Regions from separate parts of the Gadus morhua genome. Here region 2 is linked to region 1. The links are chromatin contacts, called in public Hi-C maps. All regions are on one chromosome and are shown on one strand. The core of a region is the stretch at or near the end of the contact, and the rest is flanking DNA. Distances in the headings are between cores, read along the strand shown. Region 1 holds the start of commd10 (COMM domain containing 10). Region 2 holds the start of dmxl1 (Dmx like 1).

The links. Hi-C and Micro-C count contacts between places; a contact is called where the count stands out from the background.
Region 2: a Hi-C map of blood shows a contact between it and region 1, with 10 times the contacts expected there. The contact joins the promoter of dmxl1 here to the promoter of commd10 in region 1. A contact is called at or near these places in 4 of 6 Hi-C or Micro-C datasets (blood, gill, gonad and 1 more).

Annotation. Positions count from the first base shown.
Region 1 is chr6:14,989,301-14,994,425 of gadMor3.0, reverse strand. It overlaps commd10 (COMM domain containing 10), which reads right to left and starts at 3,187. Exons shown (of 7, transcript XM_030359867.1): 1 at 3,038-3,187; 2 at 2,587-2,677; 3 at 2,271-2,381; 4 at 1,602-1,757. The coding sequence starts at 3,066. It overlaps ap3s1 (adaptor related protein complex 3 subunit sigma 1), which reads right to left. Exons shown (of 7, transcript XM_030359147.1): 7 at 3,831-4,553. The coding sequence ends at 4,372.
Region 2 is chr6:15,197,840-15,203,076 of gadMor3.0, reverse strand. It overlaps dmxl1 (Dmx like 1), which reads right to left and starts at 3,499. Exons shown (of 52, transcript XM_030359847.1): 1 at 3,157-3,499; 2 at 1,916-2,167; 3 at 1,258-1,383; 4 at 435-512; 5 at 1-32. The coding sequence starts at 2,002.

The DNA of each region.
Region 1 (5,125 bases), core at 1,938-4,437:
GCGCATCGCAAAAAATGCATGGGTAGTTGGTTTCTTAGAGGTTGAAATTTCATTGGATGCTTGCGCTGTCCAAAAGCCTGGTAGTGTGTCCTCTGTCCTTCCTTCCTTCTCCCAACACCCCCCCCCCCTCCCTCCCTCCCTCCCTCCCTCCCACACACACACACACACACACACACACACACACACACACACACACACACACACACACACACACACACACACACACACACACACACACACACACACACACACACACACATGAATTGTCTGTGACTGGCTACCTGGCTGATGCACTGAGATATAGCTCATCAGCCAGTTGTTGCAGTGTGATACATGAGCAGTGGAGAAGAGAGGTGGCTAAGTGTTTTACGATGCAGAGTGGAGCAATAATAGTAAACCATGTGTGAATGATAGACTCTAGAACCCAGACTCAGCATTTTAAGAGAATTCTGTGTAGGAGTTGCGTGTTTCCTCTGTGGAATCTGCTGTGCTAAAAAACAATTGCACATGTTTGCCTCAACACAGACAGTGTGAAAGTGCATTTTAATTGCACTTTCAATTCAATAAAGTATGGAATAGGTCTGAATACATGGTACACTGCGGCCATTTCAGAGCTTTGGGGAAAGGGAAAAGCAAGACTTAATCAAATGGATTGCGAAGACCGAAAAGGATCACAAGAAATGTCCGTTATGTAAGAGCAAGTTCAAAGGAAAGGCAAAAACGCTATATAATTAAGCACAAGGGCAACTATTTGCCCTATTTAAAACGAAGACAACAGATAGCTCCCTGCTCTCAGGGACCTGAGACCCAGTTTCGAGAAATTGTGACATAAAAAACAAGCAACCAAGCAGCGTCCTATTGTCCCTCTGATGTTCTTCAATACACAAGTATTGAAGAAGACACGTTATGGCTGTATTCTGCATCTACTCTCCGCAGCCAAAGCCCAGGTAGACCGGTGACCCCCTCGCTGTCCTGCTGTTAGAACAAAGAGCCGCAGCAGCTGTAGTCAGGGACGACAGGAGAGACTACGCACAAGTCCCTGGGAAGAAAATTCTCCGAAGATGTACGACGACAAGAGCAACGACATATCACCGAATGCAAATGGAGGGTTGTTATTTTTGTTGTCTCATTATGCTGTTTTTGTCAACAAAGTGCCCTTTTTATGAGGCAGAATATTCAGGGAGAGAACATGCGGTATAATAAGTGGACAATGTTTGTTTGAACTATTACCACATGGGAGAGGGGGCACAGTTAAATACAACACTGTGAGTGTTGGGCTTGACTCATAGCTGCATAATTCATGCTTAGTGCCAGATCGGTGATAATGTCCCCTAGCTACAGGCTCTAGTTTCAAAATAAATAATGAGAGCATACATTTGAATGACACACAGATAAAAGCAGAAAAAGCTCATATGTGCTTCACTGAATGCCATCAGTAAACATTGAATCCACAAATGATGCAGATAGATGAAAAATCTGAAAAGGTGGCAAATCTTAATCCTTAATTCCGAACCACATTTTTCGCTGTTGTAACGTGACCAACCGCAGCTCAATCCAGCTCAACCCAGCTCAACCTGGCAACTATTACTCCATCGAATCACCTTCTTTGGGGCGAAGACGGTCTGCCTGAGCTTATCCACCAGCTCCGGGCCAGCGGTGGCCCATGTCTGGGTGAACACCTCCGCCTTCTCCGGGCTCACGTGGACCGCCTCCAGCTGCTGCTGTAGTGATGCCGGCTTCACATTATGATACACCGCCTGAGAAGGAAACACCACAGGACAGTAGAGAGCATATGAAAAGGATGACCTCACCTGATTATCAATGTATCCTTAAAGTAATAAACGCTATTCATTCATGTAATTACAATTATCACCTATATCTTGTATGTTGATTTATATATGGCCATATATAGATCGGACGACAATATTGATATTTATTTTAAGGTCCAGAATTAGTATGTGCACACACATCTTAAAGTACCATACTGTATGTTTTTATGACGTGACATGATGTCGGCTTCTCTTCTGTACAATATTGTGATCTGCTACAATCATTTTTATCTGCATTTACACAGCAGTAATTTGGCGATATTGTTTCCCATGCTTTCAACCCACCTCTATGGGAGCAGTAGGTGGCAACATTCCTGCTTGGACCTAGCACAAGCCTTATACAGAACCAATAGGACTTTTCACACAATGGTAAACCCTGGTATTAGTTGACAAATACATGACAAAACCATAAGCAGAAAGCGACAATGCTCCATATCATACTTGTTCCAGGATAAATGAGACTGTTTCGAGAACTAGCGTGAGAGCAGGTTTTTCCAATGATAGCGCTGCTTGAAGCTTCAGCTCCTCGTCTTCACTAAGTATCCGCTCTCCCTACGTTCAATAACAAAAGGAAAGCAGCCGTTAGAATTGTTATGAGAGATGTACAGATGTCAATGTTAGAGTAAAAATAAACAAACACTATCGCATAAATATATATCCAGAAACAATTGTGTTAATACATTATTTTTCCATAGCACCTGTGCTTAACAGTTAAATATCTGATATTTGAATGAATACAGTGCAGCAGCAGGCTTACCTTCAGGTGAAGTTTCTGTATGATCCTAGAGATCAGTCTTGAGAATTTGTTCACGTCAATAGCATTGATGAAAGCCACTGCCTCTTTGATGCTGGATGGAAGAAACAGCAACGTTACCCTCGTTCGATATGCATATTCCATAAAGAAATTCCAAATAACTCTGAGGGACGAGATGTATTGGAATATCAGACTTTGAATGGCAATAACAGAGTCCAGAATATTCCTCAATCAAGACCATTCACGTACGGTAGTTCCTCAAATCTAGCCCTTTCTAGTTCTCAAAAAACGTATACACCATGAAGAATATAACGTGTTAATGAAGCACACAAAATACCTATCTTGAGGAATTCTGACTGATGTATACAAGGCTCCCCTGTAATATTGCACTGCATACAGTAACTGTTAGCTCACTTATCAATAGTAGCCTATTTGAGCGTAAACAATAACATACCTTTGCGTTTCTTTGAAAATAGACGCCATGATGTTTAATTGTTATTAATAAAGCACCATCGACAAAAGTAGATAATTTTTGTTGCCACAATGTAAATGTCACTTCTCTCTTCCTGTTGTCACAAGTAACGCACGTGAGTGTCAAAACTGCGCAGAAATGCGCTCTCATGTACTATTCGTTCAGAATTAGAAACAACTAAATCGTAGTCTCTCAGAATTTTTTTTAAATCTTAATGATAAACTCTTAGTTAGGAATATTCATAGAGATACTCAAAAGGAACATTTGTGATCGCCGTTATGATACGTTGGGGTCGCTGTTTGCGCAGTAAATGCGCATGGTAACGTAACTACAGCATTGACAGATCCTAATCTTACGATTTTACTTTATTGTATTCGAAATTGCCAGGAAAAAAGTGATTTAAGTTATTTCCGGCTATTAAATGCATGCCATTCATTATTCAACAGGGTACTAAATGGTGGGTTGTCATTTCTGGGCATAAATATATCAATCTCATGATGACATCATCGATTTCGGTATTCTCCGGAGCCAAATACTTGCAAGAAATATCTTTATATATCCTTCAATGAGGTTTGGTTTTATAAGAATTGAACACCAATTGAGGCAAATTCATATTTTTTTCCTTCAAATTAACCGACACAAAGACCCAAAAAAGATTGAATACTTTATTTACTTGCAAAAGTAAAGAAAAAAACGCCATGCATAGAATAAAATCTAAAGAAATACTTTCATTATTTTGCAAACTGATAAGACAATGAAAAGACATATCAGCATATACAGTAATAATGACCATCATACAGCATTATTTTAATATAAGAATATTCTTTCACAGTTTGTTTTGATTTTACAAACCATTTCAACAATACTGTTTCACTTTGCCATTGAATTCGGTTCCACACCGTGAACGATGAATGGAATGATTGCTATGTTCTGGCACAACCAAACCAACCAGATGGTCCCTATACTCCAGAAAACACTTCCCACTAAAAACCTTGATCTTCATACAGGCAGAGACATACAAGTAACCAAACAAAAATAAACATTTCAATAGATCTCCAGGTCCAAATCAGCTGATCGTTAAAGAGTGCCTGTGAGGGGTGGGGGCAGAGGAATGTACTACAGTTCAATAAATACTTCCATCTTCTCTCTCAAACCAACAAGCCACATAGAGGACATTCATTTTAAAACAGGACAAACCAAAAAAACTAAAAAGGAAAAACATGATAGAGGAAATCTTTTGCTTCACGCAGTACCTTCAATACTCGTATATGTTGAATAAAAACTTTGTGACGTGAGGTTTTGGTAAACAAATTGCATCACAGTAAACACTGGTGGACGTCTGCGGGCCGGGGTAGCCATCTTGCTGCCGCTATTTGAAGGAGGGTAAGTTTGGCACTTTTATGCTGATGTCTCCAATGTTGATGTTTCTGGGCATTTCGGGGAGATTCATGTTCTTTACGGCGGATACGGCGCGTGCGGGCGCCCCTGCGATGCCGGCCTAGATTCACACGGAGAAAAGAGACAGGCAGGATCACTAAGAAACACCTCGGAATCAGACATGATGTGCACGACTCCACAACACTGTTAACACATGACAATCCAAACACGCTCACACACACACACACACACACACACAGACACACATATGATGCAATACTCAACATATAATACTAACAACGATAAACAACAGACAAAATGCAAAAAAGCACTGACAAGTAAAAAAAACAAAAAACAAACAGACATGTGCAAAATGTACATTCAGATGTCGTACGTAGCCTCATATGCACATGCACTATACGGTTCTTGGATGGTTTACATCACGAACCGGAAAACCACTATGAAGTCGACTGTGAGAGAAGATAAGTAGGTCATTCGTTTGGGTTTGGATCACTCAGCTGTATTTGACATGTATCAATAAGCATGGGCAGCATTGCTCGCAACTTGTGGCCCCTCAGGCTGTAGAAGACCGGTGAGGGTACAAAATGCAAAGAGAATTTTGGTAAAGCAGTACAGGGAATAAATGAAATTGGATATGAAGAAATGAAAATGAGGCTTTTAGATAGATATGCA
Region 2 (5,237 bases), core at 2,250-4,749, 210 kb before region 1:
TGGCCACTTTTCTGCCACTGGAACTCCAACTTCTGTAGAGATATGTATGCAAAGGAGAGCCATTTAAATAAAGAGTGACATAAAGGAGACAAAACAGTTAGATAGCCAGATAATTAGTAAAACGATAGTCTATACAAATTTTGTATATTTAAATCAGAATGATGCTTAAAAAGATGCAAAACCAGTCACCAGATCCCGGAGTAAAAACATTTGAACGATTTGAAAAGTACTTGTCAAAATTTGCATTTCATCATGTAAACTAGTTAGAAGCACTGGCGTAGCTATTCTATCACATGGCACTGGTCCCATGCACATATAAAACCACTCTCATGCACATATAAAACCACTCTTATGTAAAGTACTTAGAAACTTGTTCTATTCCTTCTGGCACTTTACCCACAGGCAAATGTACCGTGTAATCCTGAGCGACTCACCGTTGGTGTCGTGGATTTCGGATCAGTCCGCCCCACAGGCTCAAACACACAAACAATGCCTCCATATGAAGCTGCAATCTGTGCCGGAAACACAGCAAAGAAAAAATATGATAATTGGGTATAGAATATCCTTACGCATCTAATAGTAAGGGGCATTTCATAAATTAAAAAGAAGGCTTTATGAGAGGAGGAAAAATTACTTCCAGGCCCAAAAACCCTCCAAGTCTAAAGGTGTTGATTATGACAAAGCACACTTCCACACTGCTGAATGGAGTGACTGACAAAAATGTATTAAGCGGTATTGAGGTGACCAGGACCTTGAGTAATACAAGCCGTGTACCTAATGAGGTAAATAATGTCAACTGTCAGGGATGATGAATTGAGCGAGTAACACACAAAAACTTCCAAAAAGGCCCCACACACACACACACACACACACACACACACACACACACACACACACACACACACACACACACACACACACACACACACACACACACACACACACACACACACACACACACACACACACACACTTCCCTTCTTAAACTCATGACAAAAACGGGGACTTTTATCATACAAGTAAATATAAATGGCTTCTATTCCACTAATTTCCCCTTGCCTTTGCTAGAGCTTCACCTTCTATCTATGGATATGCATGTGACAGATATAGAATTTACCTCCCCATGTAAATTTTAACCTTGTGTTGCCATAGTTTACACACTTAAATCCACATGCGTGCATTTGGGGATTTTTTTAAACGATGAAACTGTCCAGACCCAAAAGGTGTTTCTGTGACAAGAAGCCAAGCCGCTCTTACCCGGCCTCCGTCCAGGGAGCAGTCCACGCATCCCACTTGGATGTTACCATGCTTTGCCCCGGGAATGATCTGCAGCCGCTCAAAGTCACTTCCCAAGATCACCACGTCACAACCGGACGCATAGGCCTGTCACAGCGGAAGACAGAGGGGCAAGTCAGGGGATATTCACTCAGACAGGGATGAAAAGGACGCACCACCGCCAATGTCCCACCTACAGAGACAGTCATCTGCCATTTTTGTGTGAACTTTAAAGTAAATTAACCCGATTCCGTCAATGGAGTCTGACAAAGAATCCATTAGGATGATTGCTATTTAAATTACAATAAGTCACATCAAATCTGCAAATCTGCAATTAAATAAAAACAATTATAATAATTAATAAATGAATTACAGCCCCAAAAATAAAGAAGATTTATAGTAACAAAAATCACCATTAATCTACATTGCCTAGAGCGTGACTTATTTAGGGTCGACAACTTGATCATTTCACTTTCAACACATCAACAATTACCTTTGGTTAACAGTGAAGACACTAATCAAAGTAAAAAGAGTAAACTGGATCATTGTAGTCGACTAAGGTATTAAAACATGGGTCAGGCAATATCGACTTTAAAAGGGCTGCAAGCAAGTTCACTCCAAGGCTGTGTCAATCTCTTACCGTGAATGGCACATTATTGACACTCCCCACGGAGAAGCAGTTGTCCCCTGGATTGACTGCCCCTGTGAGGACTTGATGGAGGTTCATGACTTAAGTTTCACCCACACCATGTGCGGCACTGGCCTAGTGCAGTATTAATCCTCTCTTTCCAGATCTACGTGATGTATGTGCAAAACCAGGGTAATGACAAAGTCATCTTTGAATGAAACCAAAATGTACAAAAGTAATCCTGGAACCCGATGTTGAAGAAAGCTGGAATGGAGAGGAAAGAACGTTTTGAGTGTAAGCATCCAATAGTATTAACAGTGCATTCACTTAATGTATCGCCTATCCCCCTGCGTCTCTTGGTCAATATCGCTCTCTGTTTAGAAAGCATTTCGAATGAGTAATTTCGTTGTAGCCTACATCCTTATTCCATTTGGGATACAGCCATGAAACCAGTGGAAATGAATGACAAACCTTAGAAATATACCTCATAGGTAATACAGTGTTTCCTTTTCCCATGACAAAGGTCTATGACATTAATCAGCGTCGGCCTTGCCAAATGGGCAGAGACTGCTGAAACCTTATCGCTCTACTCCACATACAATCCCCATTACTGATAACGGCCCAGTGCACGAAAGACAAAAAACGTAATTAAGAACGGTCAATAAGCGTTTAAATAAAGAATATATATATATATATATAAATATATACACACAATATCAGTGATTCAAATGAACATCCTAGTACAGACAAAATAGTTGATTGTTACCCAAAGTTAGTGGGCCATCCCTCCGTCCTTTAGGAGCAGAGTAGAAAGCACAAAAGTCGGTCTAACTCGACTATCTTGCTACCAGTTGCATATAGACTTAGGCAAACCACTAGTATTTTAAACGAGGGACTCTCCTGCACTATTTACTTCCAGTACTGTTCACTTCCCTGTTGCAACTCACGTGATCACAGTCAACATTCCCACGTACTGCCGAGAGACAAGTCAGCTTAATGTTATAACATCAGCCTGTCACACAATTCAACAGTATTACAGGAAGCTCATCAGAAGGCATGTACATACATATGTATAGCCAAACCATCAACATCTTCTCGGCAGTCACATACGCAAACTCTAGATCCTGAACGAGGAAGCTAATTTCAAGTTAGCTAGCTGTCAAGTGTAGCCAGTCAACACAGCACAGCATCACCCGAGCAAACGTAACGCTGGCACAATTGAAGGAAAATGCAATAATAACTTCGCTACTCACCAGGCGATATTGTTCAGCAACCATGCACCAGCAGCCCTGCAATCTGAACCTTTAACACAAGGTCTAGCCGTTTTATTTACGTGAGATAAGCTAGCTTTAGCACACGACTACTTGGGGCACGCCGAGCAGTTTTTTTAGCCAAGGTTATAAGCTAGCCAAAAATGTTAACGCATGAATCGTGTCATTCAATTACGGACACACTGCGGTTGCTTAGACACATAGGCAAAGCCCCTCACGTAAAACGCAAACCAAAAGGATGCTCTAAAGTTATGAAATGGATGGGATCCTGCGAGCAAGCTTTCAATGTTGTCGATGTGTCACGATGACTGTTTAGGTGCAATGCATCTTGGTCATTGTAGTTTATCAATGCTGACACGTTATGGTTCAATTGGTTACAATTTTAGAGGTTTGTTCTCATCATTTTAATGTTGTGTAGTCTCACTGTCTATAGCTGAAATGTAGACTTAATGCGGTTTGTGATTGGTCAATAAAGCCCTCGAACATAAAAATAAGGCGCCTGTGTGTGTCTATTTATCATTTTGCAAGTCTTCGTATTATAGTTTTTTAGCTCTTGATTTATGCGATAATGCAATCAATGTATTCCACAGCTTCTGAAAAAGAATGCCTTAATCTCCTAAAAGTAGGCTAAATATGTGTCAATAAAGTGCGAAAGAAGGCCACAAGAGGTCCCTATCCAGCTGTGTCTAATCAAAATGCATCGGCTAGTGTCCGCAGCATTGCTTGTTTTTAGGTGTGTGTGTGTGTGTGTGTGTGTGTGTGTGTGTGTGTGTGTGTGTGTGTGTGTGTGTGTGTGTGTGTGTGTGTGTGTGTGTGTGCGCGCGCGCTCGCCCGTGTGCGTGTGTGCGTGCGTGCGTGCGTGTGTGTGAGAGAGAGAGAGAGAGAGAGAGAGAGAGAGAGAGAGAGAGAGATATGTTCAATCCATATTGTGCATGCATCTATTCAACTTCAGTACACATTTCTGTCCTTAAACACGTTTACACATGGCATTGTGTACGTACAGTTTACATCAATGTGTTTTGAGCCTGATGGTAACATGCCAACCATTTCTCAATAACCTCCTTCTGACCTAGAGTTTGCCAACAAGTGGCTTGGGGTGCTCTGGTGTGGAGTGGGATCCAAGCATCCTCAAAATCAACAGTGTGGGCCTACATCCGACATTCAGCTTGCCCTCCTCGTAATGGAAAACAAAAAGAGAGCAAGTTGGGGAGAGGACATTTCAAGCTCAATTAAAGCCAAGGGTATAGAGATAAATGTCTCAGACAGTCTATTCATGAATAATTAAAATGGCTGACATGTCAGTGACATTAGCGCACATTCAGGACGTTCCTTCCATGGCAGCTGGCTGCCATTGATGGGGACAACGTTGACTTTTACTCATCGGGAAGTAGGTCACAATGTTATTAAAGATTCAGCTCATGCTTGTAGTGTAACTATACTAAATATTGCATTGCTTTTCAATATTGACATACACATGCACAGGGGTCTATGCCCTTTCAAAACCCACACAATGTATTCCTGCACTCGTGCCTCTGTGCTTGAGTATTTGTGTGTGCATACGTTTTCGCTCAGATGCAACCTACCAACCACCCACACAGACAGTAAGAGAGAAGGGGAGAGAGATGGAGAGAGAGAGAGAGAGAGAGAGAGAGAGAGAGAGAGAGAGAGAGAGAGAGAGAGAGAGAGAGAGAGAGAGAGAGAGAGAGAGAGAGAGAGAGAGAGAGAGAGAGAGAGAGAGAGAGAGAGAGAGAGAGAGAGAGAGAGAGAGAGAGAGAGAGTCAGAGTGTGGAAGAGAGATTCCATCTGTTCAAATTTCATCAATCCATTTCATAAGATCTAGTGTCGGTTAGTCTTTAAATAGTCTATTCAAAGGTAAAATTATGAAAGATACTAAGATAGAATAAAATATGAGTTATCGTAATTTACCTAGACATAATTAGGCTTTCAAAGAGTATCTGTGGATACCTATTGTTATTGTAAGGATTCTTCTAATGTTATTCTGGATTGGTTACGCCAAGTTTAGCCCCTGATTGCGCAAAAGTTTTACATCTGTCAATGATAGG